Linked DNA regions of Zea mays: all the other regions are linked to region 1. A link is a contact called in public Hi-C data. All regions are on one chromosome and are shown on one strand. The core of a region is the stretch at or near the end of the contact, and the rest is flanking DNA. Distances in the headings are between cores, read along the strand shown. Region 1 holds the start of LOC100276839. Region 2 holds the start of LOC100280697 (cyclin-A2). Region 3 holds the start of LOC100502201 (60S ribosomal protein L30-2). Region 4 holds the start of LOC100274600.

The links. Hi-C and Micro-C count contacts between places; a contact is called where the count stands out from the background.
Region 2: a contact with region 1 is called in a Hi-C map of endosperm, with 3 times the contacts expected there. The contact joins the promoter of LOC100280697 here to the promoter of LOC100276839 in region 1. A contact is called at or near these places in 10 of 25 Hi-C or Micro-C datasets (bundle sheath, ear, endosperm and 4 more).
Region 3: a Hi-C map of bundle sheath shows a contact between it and region 1, with 3 times the contacts expected there. The contact joins the promoter of LOC100502201 here to the promoter of LOC100276839 in region 1. A contact is called at or near these places in 13 of 25 Hi-C or Micro-C datasets (bundle sheath, ear, endosperm and 5 more).
Region 4: a contact with region 1 is called in a Hi-C map of ear, with 7 times the contacts expected there. The contact joins the promoter of LOC100274600 here to the promoter of LOC100276839 in region 1. A contact is called at or near these places in 14 of 25 Hi-C or Micro-C datasets (bundle sheath, ear, endosperm and 6 more) and 3 of 3 datasets of contacts at active chromatin or transcription factors (leaf, seedling and shoot).

The regions. Positions count from the first base shown.
Region 1 is chr5:61,451,312-61,455,045 of Zm-B73-REFERENCE-NAM-5.0, reverse strand. It overlaps LOC100276839, which reads left to right and starts at 1,802. Exons shown (of 1, transcript NM_001165438.1): 1 at 1,802-2,917. The coding sequence starts at 1,916. The coding sequence ends at 2,746. LOC103626439 (pentatricopeptide repeat-containing protein CRP1, chloroplastic-like) reads right to left here. Exons shown (of 7, transcript XM_008646845.3): 7 at 3,274-3,734.
Region 2 is chr5:61,670,739-61,674,472 of Zm-B73-REFERENCE-NAM-5.0, reverse strand. LOC100280697 (cyclin-A2) reads left to right here and starts at 2,031. Exons shown (of 12, transcript NM_001153616.2): 1 at 2,031-2,338; 2 at 3,332-3,643. The coding sequence starts at 3,338.
Region 3 is chr5:61,317,385-61,321,118 of Zm-B73-REFERENCE-NAM-5.0, reverse strand. It overlaps LOC100502201 (60S ribosomal protein L30-2), which reads left to right and starts at 1,583. Exons shown (of 5, transcript NM_001196678.1): 1 at 1,583-1,664; 2 at 1,876-1,981; 3 at 3,527-3,628. The coding sequence starts at 1,644. It overlaps LOC111589380 (small nucleolar RNA Z103), which reads left to right and starts at 2,746; the gene lies at 2,746-2,841. It overlaps LOC111589381 (small nucleolar RNA Z103), which reads left to right and starts at 2,563; the gene lies at 2,563-2,658.
Region 4 is chr5:61,583,068-61,586,801 of Zm-B73-REFERENCE-NAM-5.0, reverse strand. LOC100274600 reads right to left here and starts at 1,762. Exons shown (of 5, transcript NM_001148952.1): 1 at 1,350-1,762; 2 at 1,041-1,225; 3 at 696-936. The coding sequence starts at 1,629. It also overlaps the pseudogene LOC103626440.

The DNA of each region.
Region 1 (3,734 bases), core at 553-3,052:
CAGCAATTCGAATAGTTGACTTTAATCTGTCAGCCCCGAAGTTGTCGTTTGTATCTAGAGCGTCTTTACCACTTAAACCTATAATTAAAAACAATATTTTGCGTGACCTAGTGGCTATCGGTTATGTTTACTTCATCTATTCTAAAATAAAATTTATGTTTCTCAAAGGAGAGCAGAGTTACATGAAAATTATATACTTACTTATATCAAAAGTTGTTCCAGCATGTAATGATAAATGATTTCACTTTGAAAGTTGAAATAAAATAGACCTACAAGAATTAGGAGGACCAGAAGTGTACTTGTTTGAGATGAAGGAAGCACTGTACTTTGAAAGAAGAATATTTAGCGGTGTGGTGTTTGAATATTGCCTTGTCCAAGACCATCACAACACGCCAAATTGGGCTTTTTCTGGAACACACAGCTCAGTAAAGAAAGGACAAAGGAGGACAGACGCTGAGGTTGCACGAGAAAGGAAACACAGCTGTGTACCTCAACAAGGAACAAAGCTACAAAAAGGCTGTAGGTGGGCTTAGGGCAGCGACGGGTCATGGGCTTGATGGCCCATAGTGTTTCTAGGCTGCTTCCCTTGTTTTTTTCTCTGTACGGTTTAATGCTTTGTTGGCCCACTTCTATTTTTGGATGGGTTCTTTCTCTCTGTTTTGGACCTTCTGGACTTGGTTCCCGTTCTTTTTCTTCAACAAAGTTCCTCGCTTCCATTTAGGCATGGAAATGTGTACTCAAAACCTGAAATCCGATGTTTTTATCCTATTAGGGTATGGATTTAGGTCAATTTAATACACATAGGTTTATTAATGGACATAAATCTATACCCGACGGGTTTATGAGTACAGATTTGTTCCTACAGTACCCAGACCCGTGAACTCGTGGGTTTTTTAAACCCGAGCAAATCTAGCGCATATTATCATTTTATTTTATAAACGAACAACAAACTTATTATCTCCCTATTTACTTCCTATTTTTTATCAAAGGATGAGTGTATAAGTAGTTGGTGAGAGTGTTGCTTTGTTATTATAGTTTTTTACTAGCATCATATATGTGGTAGATGGATAACTCCTGAACTCGTTGTTCATCACATAAATTTTGGACAATACTTATTGATTATAAGAAGAACTAGTATATTGGAGATGAAACCCGTGGGTACCTGCTAACCCGATGGGTACGGGTTTGGTTAAAATTTCAAACTCGTCGTAGGTATGATTTTTTAATTGGTATTGATACTGTTCACAGGTACGAGTTTGGGATGGCAACGAGTCGTTTCTTTCTGTTTTTGTTCCAAGTCAATTTTCTGTTTTTTGGCTGATTTTTTTTTAGAAAATTACATCAATACCTATGGTACCTTAGATCAATAGATCCTTTAGGTCCGGCTTCTCTACTGGCTTCAGGTGCTGTCTATTACAGCCGTGCTCTACGGAACGGGGCACAACAAAACAGTTTTACCTAAAGAGCCCCCGTAAATCGTGTTTTTTTCGAAGGTTTGAGGTGGGACACAACGAGACGATGACTTTATCAACATCCAGAAACGCTGATAGACTCGCTAATGGTTTGGATGTGCTCGTATATACACAAGCTTCTTTGTGAGTTACAGCATTGTGTGGGCCTAGAAGCGCGTGATGGGCCTTGATCCGTTCCTCTTGACGCAGGCCGCGGCGTCCTGGCCCCATAACCACAGCACATGACAACGGTCAAAAGCGCAGGCATCCGATGCGTGGTGGCCCCCCTCGGCGACCGGCCTTCTACTTCTTCACCGCCACACGCCGAGAGCGTGACAAGGAAAGGATCGGACGCCGCCTCCGCTCCCGTCGCAGTCGCAGCACATTCACCCTACCTCACTCGCCCTCCCCACCCTCCCCTCCAGACCCTCACACGGTCACACCACCGGCGCCGCCCGCCCTGTATGGCCTACTACTCGGGCGGCGGCAAGCTGTCGGCGGTGGACGCCATCCTGGCGGAGGCGGCGGACCTGGTGGCGCTCGAGCAGGTCGCCAAGCTCAACACGGCCCACCTCGATGACGACTCCGCGCTTCCGTCCAGCCTCGAGGCCCGCTTCCGCAAGCTCAAGTCCCTCCCCTCGCCCGCCGCAGTGCCGCCCGTCAGCACCCTCGCCCGCAGCGCCACCGCGCCGCGCCCGGCCCCCGCTCTGCCCGGCCCCGATCCTCCCGCTCCTGCTCCGCCTGTGCATCACCCGGTCCACGAAGACCCGCCGCCGGGAGACGCGGAGACGAAGGGCGGCGGGTCCTCGCCGCGGCAGGCTCGCGCCCCGGCACCCGCACCCACGGTCCACGCCGACGACGCCAAGGACCTAGATCAGCTGTTCGGGTCGGCGCCGCGGGGCCGGCCGACACTGCGGGAGCGGAACAGGGGGAGCGACTCCTCCTCCGTCTCCCCCTCGCCGCCGCCGCCGCCGCGCCAGGCGTGCTGCTTCGGCTTCTCCCCCAAGAAGCCCCTGCGGAGGGCGCCGTCGGCCAAGGGCAAGAAGAAGGAGGTCTGCCACGGGTCCCGCGACGTCCTCGGCGTCGACGCCGACGAGTGGGGCGACGAGAACAGGAGGATCGCCACCGAGCTCAGGGAGCAGCAGCGCCGGCTCAGGAAGGCGCTGGAGGACCAGGTGCAGGTCAGCAGGGAGACCGCCAAGATGGCGCGCTGGGTCAAGCAGGCGTCCGCGCGCATGACGCACGCCGAGGCCATCGACGACCTGCTCAGTGACTGCGAGGACGACCTCAAATGAGCTCACGCCGACGCTTTGCTCGTCGGTTCTTCCACTGTCTTTGTCTTGTTGGTGATCACAAGTCTGTCAAAAATGCTCATATGTTTTCATGAGTGCATTTGCATCCATGCTTTGGTACAATGCTTATACAGAAGAAGCAGAGTCACGAAACAATGCTATTTCTTTTATGTCACATATTATTAGGACCAGGCAAAGTATATGAATCGATGGGGCATATAAGGTTTTCATGAGTGCTGAACTGCTGATATAGGAACCAAGAACGTGGTGTTGTGAAAAAGATTTGATCATGTGTTCTGTTTCCATGAGAAGTAATTACACCTGGCTATTCTAATTTTAGTACTGCATCAAGTATTTACAACCTGCCAGGCTTGAATCATAATTGCTTGATCCTACTTTGAATGTACATCCTTAAAATAGAATTTAAGCAGCATAATGTGATACTACTACCTCCCCTTTTGATACTTGTCACCCCTATTCATTTTTGAGACATGACAAATAAAAAAGAACGGAGGGAATATGAAGCAGAGTAAAAACGCAAATGGCGTTATAAATAGTGAAGATGTGGTTGTCTACACTCTACCGCTAGATAGAGTAGCTGATTGCATAAGCAACATACAGTTGGATCCATTTACACAAAAGTCAACAACCAGAACATCTAATGTGTCCAGCAATTCCTTGTCACGCCAAAGTTCCTAATAGATGACTCAGAACGATAGCAACGTGAGGAAATTCAACAATGTCGATGTGCTTTCGTTTTCAGAGCTGTTCATGATTCGAAGAGTTGCATATATCTATTGCCTTAACCACAAGCCTAACTATGTACAAGTACAAAGGCGAAAAATACCGGTTTATCCTGGTTCATTGTTTGCTTAAAGTGCAAACCGGCATTGGTAAACCTCATACCTTTTTTTCACACTTCTGTCCAGCATAAACATTCAAGAGCCATGGAAATACAGAGTTATTGTCTTGTTGCTGTGACCATCCCAGA
Region 2 (3,734 bases), core at 782-3,281, 220 kb before region 1:
TTATAATCTTCAGGTTTCGCCTATTCACCCCCTCCAGGCGACTTTCAAGTCATTTGGCATGGACCGCGCCCCGACCCATGCATAGTGTCAGATCGGGTCGGGTTAGCCCGTGCGTCCCTATTGGACGAGTTGGTTTTATGGGTTGGGTCAAGTTTTTGGCATTGGGTTATGTTTTTTCGGGTTGGGTTGGGTTTTGGTTCGAAAATCATGGCCCGTACCAGGCCCGTGTATTGGTGTGGGTCGAAAACTATGGCTCGTACCTGTCCGTCGCATTGATCGATTCAGGTTTTTTCAAGTGGGTCGGGTCGGGTGGCCCATGATCAGGTCTAAATGGGTGGGGTGGGATTGGGAAATGTCGGGGGTGAGTAATTGGGGTCGGTGAATGGCAATTGGGAGATGCTTGGATGGGTGAAAACCTATTTTTTGTATATATATTTCCTAAGACGGTCCTATATGTCAGGCTTATGGAGCGGGTTTAGCAGATATGCAGGTGTGTATATTGTTTTCTTTACCCGCTAAAAAATAATCACATGATCTATTGTCCTATCCTTATCCTTATCCTTGCCCCGGATATAAAACCGCGCCAATATCCACATCCATCTTGTTTATTATCTACGAGCACACAATTATTTCATGTATGTTGCCATCTGTATTTCTAATCCTCTTGAACATTACATGTTGAGGCAAAAAACTTCTCTGAGGCCTTGACCTTTTCCTTGGTCTCCATCTTATAGACTCATTGTAGCTTCATGAATGTGATTTCTTTGCTGATAGTTGTGAACTCATCGCCTCTACGAAGGAACAATGTGATATCACTCTACCACAATTTGGCTTGAGGCTTCGGATAATCTTGAATTCGCAACCGTCGAGACCTGAGTCTATATCACTGATACAAAATTAACACGATGTTTAAGTACACAAGAAAAATATAATGCAACGAGTGACCAAGATCCCTTGTTACTCATACTTTCATCACACCCAGAAGTCTTACGTTCTCCCTCCTCCTTTGGCACTAAAGAACAGAGTCTTACGCTCTCACACCCAAAAGTCTTACGCTATCTCCCCTATCCTATTTGCTATCTCTTCTACTATTTCGAATTCTCTCGCTAGAAAGGTACTCAAGGACACCATCGATGGAAGTACAGGCTTGAATTGTCAGTAGGGATGGCAACGAGGAATTCCCCATCAGATTTTAGCTCCCCATCCCTGTTCCCACGATGAAATTTTTTCCCATTGGTGATCCCCCACGAACACTTGCTGGGACATTTTTTCTCCATCCCTTTTCCCCACAGGGTTAAATCCCCCCGTCGGAGATCTCTGTCCCCGTTTAAATTATAATTATATCGTACTTCATTTATTGTTAATGTCAAACATTGTCACTTCTATACATTGTTAGATTAGATGCACAAATCATCACGTGTATATTAAAATGAACATATTTGTACAACAATGATCTTTTGACAAGGTAATTATTTATTTTTATTATTGACTATTACATGAAAACATTGTCACATATAAGTTTAACGGGTCCCTGCGGGGCACGGGGATGAGGAATGCTTCTCCATCCCTATCCACGTTTACCCGCCGGGGGAGATTTTTTTTCCGTTTATATCCTCATGTGGGAAGAAAATCCCCCACCCCTATCACCTAAGGGCTAGTTTGGAAACTTAAATCCCCTTCGGGATTGAAGGAGATTGGAGAAGAAAATCAATCCCCTCCAATCCTGAAGAGGATTTGAGGTTCGCAAAGTAGAGGAATTCACCGCGGGAAATCGTGGAATCGGATCCCATTGCCATCTCTAATTGGGAGCCTGTTCACTTGATGTTGGGCCTTTGGCACGGCTTGAAGGAGACCATATTTCCTACTGGCCTTACAGCCCAGTAGCCCACGCTACCGCCGCCTACCCGGGCCGACGCCGCGACGCAGATCTCCAGGGCCAGGGACCACTTGGCGTTTCAAGACTGGGAAACGGAAACGGACAGCGCATTCAGCACCGGCCGTTCGAATTTTGAAACCCTCACCGAGTCCATCCATTTTTTCCCTCTCCTCTCTCCTCCGCTCCTCCGCTCCGGTCTCCGCCCTCCCTCACCTCTCCGTCCCAAAAAGGGCAACGAAATCCAGACACCGCTCCCCATCTCCCCTTCCTTCCTTTCCTACTCCCACACTCCCCCACCCTCCACTAGTACTAGTACTAGTACTAGTACCACAACCACCCCACCGGGAAAAAACCCAACAAGGGGTAGGGCCGCCGCCGCCGCCAGCGCCGCCGTGCAGATCGCGGCCGGATCTACGGCGCTGGGGCACGGGGGTCCCCGGATCGACGACGCCTCCGCCGAGGGTGAGCCTAGCTTCCTCGCCTCTTCATCCCCGGCCCCGCCTTCACGTCGGGTTCTTGTGCGGGCTTCTTCCTCCTATTCTCGCTGCCTCCAGGAACCTAGGGGGCTAGGCTGTCATTCTTGGAGGGGAGAGTACTCTTGGGGCTTGGGACGGGGCCAAGAAACCCTCTTGCGCCGGCCTTGACTTGACCGCCCCAAGATCGAGGACGAACCATTCTCGTTCTTTCTGCGAATAAAGCTTCTTTTTGGTGAGATTGTCCTATCCTGGACGGCTGGGTGCTTGGCGGTACCGTCTAGCGTGCCAAAGAATCGTCGACGCGTTCCCATTGCCGCATTACAAGAGCTTTTTCGGCGGATTATGTGGTCTGACCATGGTGCATTCTTGATCCGGATGTTGTCATGTGTCGCGGACTCACTGTTGCACCGTTCGTTTTAATTTCACAATGTGAACGCAGCAGTTCCTCAGAGATCCAAATAGGTAATCCTTCTTACGATGTGTGAAGAGATAATTTTCTTCTAAAAAAGGAAAAGAAAGAAAATTGGGGTGCAGATTTGCCACACAAAAGGAAATACAACTGGCCCAGTCCAGAGCTTGGATTGTTTATGTTCAAATTGTGGGTTTCTCATGCTTTTTCTGTAGAATTCCAACATGAGCAAGTAATGCGTTTAGATGATTCCGACTTGAACAGGCCTGCTATGTGGTGTTTATGTGATTGGTATGCCCTGTACTGTGCCTGTTTGTTCCTCCTCTGACTTACAAGTTTAATACATCAATGGTTTGACATTAAATCTCTTGAATACAAATATGATTTCATTTCAACTTTCCGACGAGGTTTTGTTAGAAACTTTTACAACCTTGCTCTTCAGTTGTTGAGTTTTCCACCATTTCTCGTGATTCCTAAGTGCATAGTACTGTTCACTTGTTCAACTCCCCAATACTATACCACAAGCCACTTGCATGAAGTCACATAGTCTTTTTATTTTACAACACTCAGGTTCGGATGGCTATGCGAAAAGAAAACCCTGTGCTTAATGCTTGTCAAGCATCCAATGGCCGGATCACGCGAGCTCAAGCTGCTGCAAATCGTCGAAGCTTTGGAACTTTCCCTTCTGTTCCATTGCCTGCAAAAACCGAACGAAAACAGACTGCACAAGGGAAGGCAAAACGAGGTTCTTCATATGACAACACCAGTGCAAGTGTTGCACTTTCAGGCCCCCAGCCTAAAAGGCGCACAGTACTCAGGGATGTGACCAATTTGAGCAATGCTAACTCTAACAAAAGTTTTGCTGCTGCACCGAAGCTTCAGGTATCAAGATGTTCCAAACATAACTGCATTATCTTGCAATGAATTCTTGCCGCGTACTGTTTTCTTGACATTGCAAATGTAGTAGAATGAC
Region 3 (3,734 bases), core at 334-2,833, 130 kb after region 1:
TTGTTCAGTCCTTGTGTTGTTAATGAATCCGAAGGTTATTGACATTGTGATTTTTCCAAGTGCTACGATCTGCCTTCCTCCGAAGCCACAAAGGGGATGTGTGGCATCATGAATTTTATCCTCGAGCTCTTGCATCTGTCTGAAGGCCTTAGCAAATATGATATCAGCTGCGCTGCTTGTATCAACCAAAACATTATGGACCAGGAATCCTTTGATCACATAAGAGATAACCATAGCATCATTGTGTGGGTAATCCTTGAGTTGGAGATCCTCTTGAGAGAAGGTAATTGGAATGTGAGACCATCTTGACTTGATGAAGGGTCCTTGCACCCCAACGTGCTATACCCTTCTCTGTGCTTCCTTCTTCTGCTTCTTGTTGGCTGGCTCTGAGCATGAACCGCCTGTTATCGGGAGTACCAGCTTCGGAGCCGAAGCAGCTCCAGCTTGATCGTTGAACGAAGCCATCAGCTCAAAAAAGTGGAAGTGAGTTCACCGGAGGTGGGCGCCAATGTTGGGGACTTGTTCTCAAATGCTATGAATTAAGAATAAGGCAACATAAAATGTTAAAATATCAGTGCCCTTCGTCCGCTGAAGCATTATTTCCCCAAGGATATACTTCGGACGAAGGTTATAATGGCAGAACTACGAAAGTTATACTTTCGTAATTGAACTCACAAAGATAATATAAAATAACGTAAGACATAAAGCATTAAAGACAAGTAAATTGAAAATAAATAACATCATTTATATACTATATAAATTTAAGATGTTCAAACGTAATATTTAGACACATTTATACCTCTTCCTTGACAAAGTATAATTTCCGAGTGATGCGATTGCAATTGCAGGAATGCGTGAACAGTAAAGGAATATTGTTCACTATTTATAGGCACAGGACACAGCCCGTGAGGAATTACAATCGTACCCCTCATAAAAGTTTACAACAATGACTCGGACTCTTGTGGACTAAAAGGTCATTCTATCTTTAAGTCGGTTTGTAATTCCGAAGCTTCACGAAATGACACCTTCGACATCACGTATGAGCAGCTTCAGCCGAAGTTGTTTCTTTCTGCAGGACCTTCGACGACAAAGCATGGTCCCAACAACGCTCGAGGCCATCGAGGTGACTGGCGAGAAAGAAGCTCTATGAGGTTATTTACATCAAGAACCTCATAGCACGAATATGGCCATTCATGGACCACATCGTCGTTCATGCTGATGATAATATATGAGTTATTCGTTTTTATGTAATCGTTATTCACAAACTTTTTTATCAAATAATTTACATACCATCACAACCCATGAGCATTGTAGTAGGGCATATTTACAACATGGTACGTAGTCTCACGTTTTTTTCTGCCACAAAAAATAGAAATAACTATTTTTGAAGTCAAAGAGATTTTTTTTTCTGGCCACAAAAATCAAAGTTCATACTCCGCGTCTGGGCGTCTGCCGTCTGGGCTCAAAGAACTCGTAAGCCCCATTCTATCCTATACAAAGCCCACATCAGTAACCCCTAGGGTTCCTTGTACTCTATAAATAACCAAACCCTAGCTCTCCAGCCTTCCGCCCCGCAGTCATCCCCGAGAAGAGCCGCCGCCGCGCAAAGCCGCTTCGACGCCGTCACTCATCGGGGCGCAACCATGGTGGCCGCAAAGAAGACGGTAACGATCACATCTGCTGCCCTCTCACATCTACCCCCGTATCTCGAGTTCTCGACTACAAGCCCACGTTTCTCCCACCTTTTCCGTCGATCTGCTGCCGTCTTCTGGGCGGCAACATGTCTTGCTGCTGCATTCCAAGTATTCATGTTTCCAGTCTTGCAATTTATGTTCTAAGCTCTGTTTTTCGTTTTTCGTTGTTGGTTTTGTGCAGAAGAAGTCCACGGACAACATCAACAACAAGCTTCAGCTTGTGATGAAGAGCGGCAAGTACACGCTCGGCTACAAGACTGTCCTCAGGACCCTCAGGAATTCTAAGTGTAAGGAAGCTCACACTTTATATTCTGTCTCATGCGTAAGGCTACTTAGCTCTTGATTAACGGGTTAGGTAGTCAAATCGGTGCATATGGATGTCTGCCTATGTTACAATACCGTAGATTGATCCCGTGGATGTTCAATCCGTGCCTATGGACGTGTTCATGTAGCTGTTTTTTTACTGCTCACAGTGGGAGTATTAGGATTATGCAGGGGAAAAATCAAGTGAAGTGAACATTTTTAGATGTCAAGATGGAAATACGACATTGAAAGAAGGAGAATAGGGCTCATGACCTCAGCCACTATGAACTTTGTGGCTGCATGGACGCCCACCGAAATATTCTCTGGACAACGTATTTTTATCTACGTCACTGAATGTTTGTTCACTCTATACTTAATGTTATCAGTGGAAGGTCAGATGATAGACAGTGAACATACTGGGCGCTATAATTTCTCATCTGAGAAAACCAAGCCATAATTTTAATCATCCGTTTATGATAAAATATTTCTGAATTCCATGTGGTGTTTTTTTGTTGCCTCTTTTTGTGCCTTTTCTGTTATCTTAACTGTGTTGCTGCACACTTATGAGGATATGATGACCCTTTCCCCAGATGATCGACAGTGAACATATTGAGTGCCATAATTTCTCTTTTGAGAAAACCAAGCCAGAATTCTGATCCTCCATTTTTGCATAAAATGTATTTCTGAATTTTATGTAGTGCTTATTTGTAGCCTCGTTTTGTGTTTTTTAACTATGTTGCACACTTATGAGGATATGATGACCCTTTCCCCAGATGATCGACAATGAACATACTGAGCGCTATAATTTCTCATCTGAGAAAACCAAGCCAGAATTCTGATCCTCTGTTTGTTTTGCTGTTTTGCTTTATTTGTTGTGTATCTTAATTTCTGAATTTATCTCAAGCCTGTACATAAAGTTTGTTGTCATTGCTTGCTCTTTTTAGGTTACTATTTATTTCAAACAGTTATTTTATGTGACTGACATTTGAGTTCTGCGTTGAAAACTGATTACCAATGGATGTATTTATATGGCCATTGTGTATGAGTCAACGCCATAATAATCCTCTCCCTGTTTTGTGCGTATATGGTACCTGTGCATGATATCACTGGTTGAGCATGAGTGGGGGATATCTTCTTTCAGATTTATATTTTGTTTGCTTTATAGTGTTTTTTGTGGATTATGTTATGTACAATTGTTTTGAGTATGTCCCATCTAGTATAGTATTTTAAACGTGTAACTTTATTTGTTTGTTGTGTTCTGGGAACACGGATACAATCTCACCCCCTCAGTGTCAAAATCCTTTTTAAGTATTGTACCACGTTCCCGTTTCTTGACCCCATCTATCCGGTAACTTGGTTACTAAGGTCTGACTCCTTTTCTTTGCCTAACTGTTCATTCGACATGATAATAACTTCTTTAAAATTAGATGTGAGTGCACAAAACTATAATTTCTGCCTTAGACTCTACACAATATCATTTGTTATATAGCATGCTTGTAATATGCCTAAATCAATGTATTGATTTTCAGCAAAGCTAGTGATCATTGCTAACAACTGTCCTCCGCTTCGGAAGTCTGAAATTGAGTACTATGCTATGCTGGCTAAGGTGACAGTCCACCACTTCCATGGAAGTAAGTTATCATCCCTTCTGTTTCTTCAATCGATGTTGCATTATCTAGGGAAATGTCAACTGTCAGTTGGCATGTTACCTTTTCTTTTAGCCCCTGATTTGTACTG
Region 4 (3,734 bases), core at 513-3,012, 130 kb before region 1:
GAATACATACTCCCTCGGTCCCAAAATAGTAGTTGTTTTAGCTCTTGGTTTTTATGTCTATATTCAAAGAATCTAGACACATATACAAATCATATACATCAAGTGTTGTATGAACTCACTAATTTGCTAAAACGAATTTTATTTTAGGACAGAGGGAGTATTATTATGTAGCAAGATATGTTTGCAATCTATACATAGTTACACACCATGACACCAGCAACATAATAGCAAACATTTTACCTATTGTATGTATATTTATACATGACACAGAGATATCTCGCCATACATTCCAAACTTAGCTTACTTCTCTGGTTTATACCATACAAATGCAGGATGGACTGAGATAGTTATTCAATATAATTTTTGCCAAGAAGGTACCGTACTACTATCCTAACCCCATAATAATAATAAACTTATGTTCCACAGGATTTACTTCTTTCTCTTTGGACATGTTCTTATAACATGAATAACAGAAGGTAACATAACACTTAGTCTGATGTTGTCACAAGCCAAGTAACCAATCATGAATAACAATGCACCGTGAATACTAATGTGAATGGAGCAGAAACTCATCAAGAACTATACAACTAGCAACAGAGAAGCCATGCAGTAAACATCACCAATCTATGTGTTTTGAAAACATTGTTCTCTACCAATCAGACACCTGTGGGCGTTAGAAGATTGAGCTCACTCACCATCCCACCCATATGGAGCAGGTTCCTTCTCCCACTTCTTGTACTTGGCTTCTGCAGTCTCCTGCGTGTCGAGCATGTACGCCATTTTCATATCAAGCCCATTCGAGTCCAGCAGCTTCCCAATCTTCTTCTTCCTGTCGTCTAACCACTTCTGCTTAGAAACACCTCGGCTCTCGCCACGAGGCTCCATCCTTTTCTTCTCGGCAACCATCGCCTGCTGGTTCGCTTTCCGTGCTTCATTCTGCGGAACGTTAGACAACAACAAAATGGATGAATGAATTGATATACCAAACAGCGTGGCAATAGCCCGGATGCAGTGGTAGGTAAATCAGCCGCTCGTCGTACCATCTTAAGCCGCAGCTCGAACAACTTCTTCTGCTTCTCCGTCATCTGCGGGTAGCCGTCATCCGGACCTGCGCCCTCCTGTTCGTCGGAATCGTTATCTATAGGCCGATGCTGCTCCACGGCATCAGACATGCCGGCGGCGGCAAACACATCAGCTGGTGGCTGTCGCTCCTCACGCTCCAGCCCTAATAACAAGAAGTCAACCGAGTACCAGGTAAGCGGACAGCAACGCTCGGATTTTGAAGCAATAATAAACAGATAGAAGGGCTTCACGACGATTCGAATTAACGGGGAAGGAATCACCCGCACCGCAGGCAGGGGATTTAGCGTCGGCGATGCGCTTGAAGCAGTAGTCGGAGCACTCGTGGTAAGGGTTGGAGGCATTGATGCAGTCCGGGTGGACGGTGCGCTGCTCGGGCGGGCGCTTCCACGAGTCAGGGAGCTCGTCGTCGAGGCGCTGCCTGGCCTCGGCGATCTTGCGGAGGCAGTAGTCGGAGCACTCGTGGTACGGGTTGGACGAGTTGATACACTCCGACCGCGATTTACTCCCCTCCGCCGCCGGCCCCGCCGCCACGCCCTCCTTCCCCATCGACGAGCCCGGATCTGGACGGGACGGCGGAACCCTAGGATAGCTTTGGATCGATTCCGTCTGAGATATTGGCTGGGATCGGGAAGCGATTGGAGAAGGGGAGACGACAGGAAGGAGACGGGCAGGGCGGCGGCGACTGCGTGCGAGCCCGTGGCCGTGGATACTGGGAGAGGATGAAAGTGGCGCGGGCCTGCGCGCCCAGGCGGCCCGCTCTGCAAAATAGGCAAAGGAAAACGGCGTTGGTGGGCTCAAGTGGCATCCAACCAATACTGTAGCCTATGTTTGGATTTTTTGGATATCTAGTATTCACTTATATCTCAATATATTAGATTGGTTAGAGCATCTCCAAGAGACTAGCTAAATGGCTCAGCAAGCCAAATTTTAGCTATTCAACAACAAAATAACTCTCCAACAGACTAGTTATCTAACTCGTCAAGCTATCCGACTCTCCAAATTGGCTCCCTCACTAGCCAAATTTAGCTAGCCACCTGACTAATCAAACTAGATAGATAATCTGTTGGAATGGAGATGCTACATATAGAGTATATTTTTTATGAAAAGGTAAATATAGAGTTAAATAGAGAGTCAAAAATGAAGATTCTTTTGGAGATGCTCTTAAGAGCATCTTCAAGAGACTAGCTAAATGACTCGCCAAGCTAAATTTTAGCTACTCAATAGTAAATTAAATCTCCAACAGACTAGCTATCTGACTCGCAAGCTATCTGACTCTGTAAATTGGCTCTCTCACTAGCTAATTTTGGCTAGCCACCTGACTAGCCAAACTAGATAGATAGTCTGTTGGACTGAGATGTTATATATAAAGTGTAATCTTTATAAAAACGTAAATAGATAGTCAAATAGAGAGTAAAAAATGAAGAGTCTCTTGAAGATGCTCTAATATCACAGTACAAGAGTAGAGGGCATTTAATCTTGTTAATAGATGCTAATAGATCGTGTTAAAATAAAACATGTCTACTAGCTAAGACTTCAAACATACCTAACTAATTGGTAGTATTAGCTAATTATTTAATGCATAATTGTTAGCCCAGTGGCAACATTAGCCGTGAGAATGGCCTGAGTCACATCTCACCACATCCGCGACCGCCCGACCGCGACGCTGAAGGGGAACGCCTCGCCGCCACCGGCGACAGCTGGCGCGAGAGGCTCCGTCGACGGACCTGCTACTCGCTTCCTTCATCGCCACCTCGGATGGCAGGCCCCGTTGAAGCACACACACTGGCTGCCTCAGCACCACCTCCGACGCCAAACCCTAACCTGGACTGGCGGGTTCGACACCCACCCAGGCACCATCGCCTACCCTAAGGTACTCTCCGTCCAATCCCCGTCCACCTTCTGTGAATCAAGTTAGACATGACAAATCAATCAAGCACGTTGATATCGAGCTTTTTGATTCTGCGTGAGCTCCATGCATTTCCTATTTTTTTTCCATCAATCGTCGTGTAGGTGATGGATCAGCACTCCTGTTGCTTAAGTTTCGCTGACAAGGTCATTAATGCATCCAGCGGTGTTTTATTATATTGATTGTGATGACCGATGGCGACGGCTTGGCCTGTGTCAGTCATTCCCAATTCGCCGGTTTGCCCCTACATTTGTTGTGTAGTGTCATTCTCTCAGGCGTACCTTCTAGATGGTTGACCTCACGTTACTGCCTTCCTCCCACCACCCCACCCTCCCTAGTTCTTATTTTTTCTTGGAAAATGGGATTTAGAAAATAAGATGTTGCTTCATTTACTTACATTCCTTGGTATTGGTAGGTCTTTCATCTGGATGCAGGGAGGAGGGAGCTCTGCAGCAAAGGAAGTCTGTAGTCACCATGGTCCATTTCAAGAACAGGTACATGGTGGTGGAGGTCTTTGTAGATGCAGGCAGAGGTGATACAGAACAATACTGTCGCACTGCCTTCTTACTTTGATTTGGTGCACTTATGAAACCTTCCAGAAACACACCTTATTTATCCATGTAGTTCTGTCTGTTATGTCCCTGATTAAAGTATTGCTGCATGTCAATTTGGACGTACGGTCAGCCTCATTATTATATAACGTGGCACTTTTGCCACACTGCAATACTAATAATAACATGTAGTC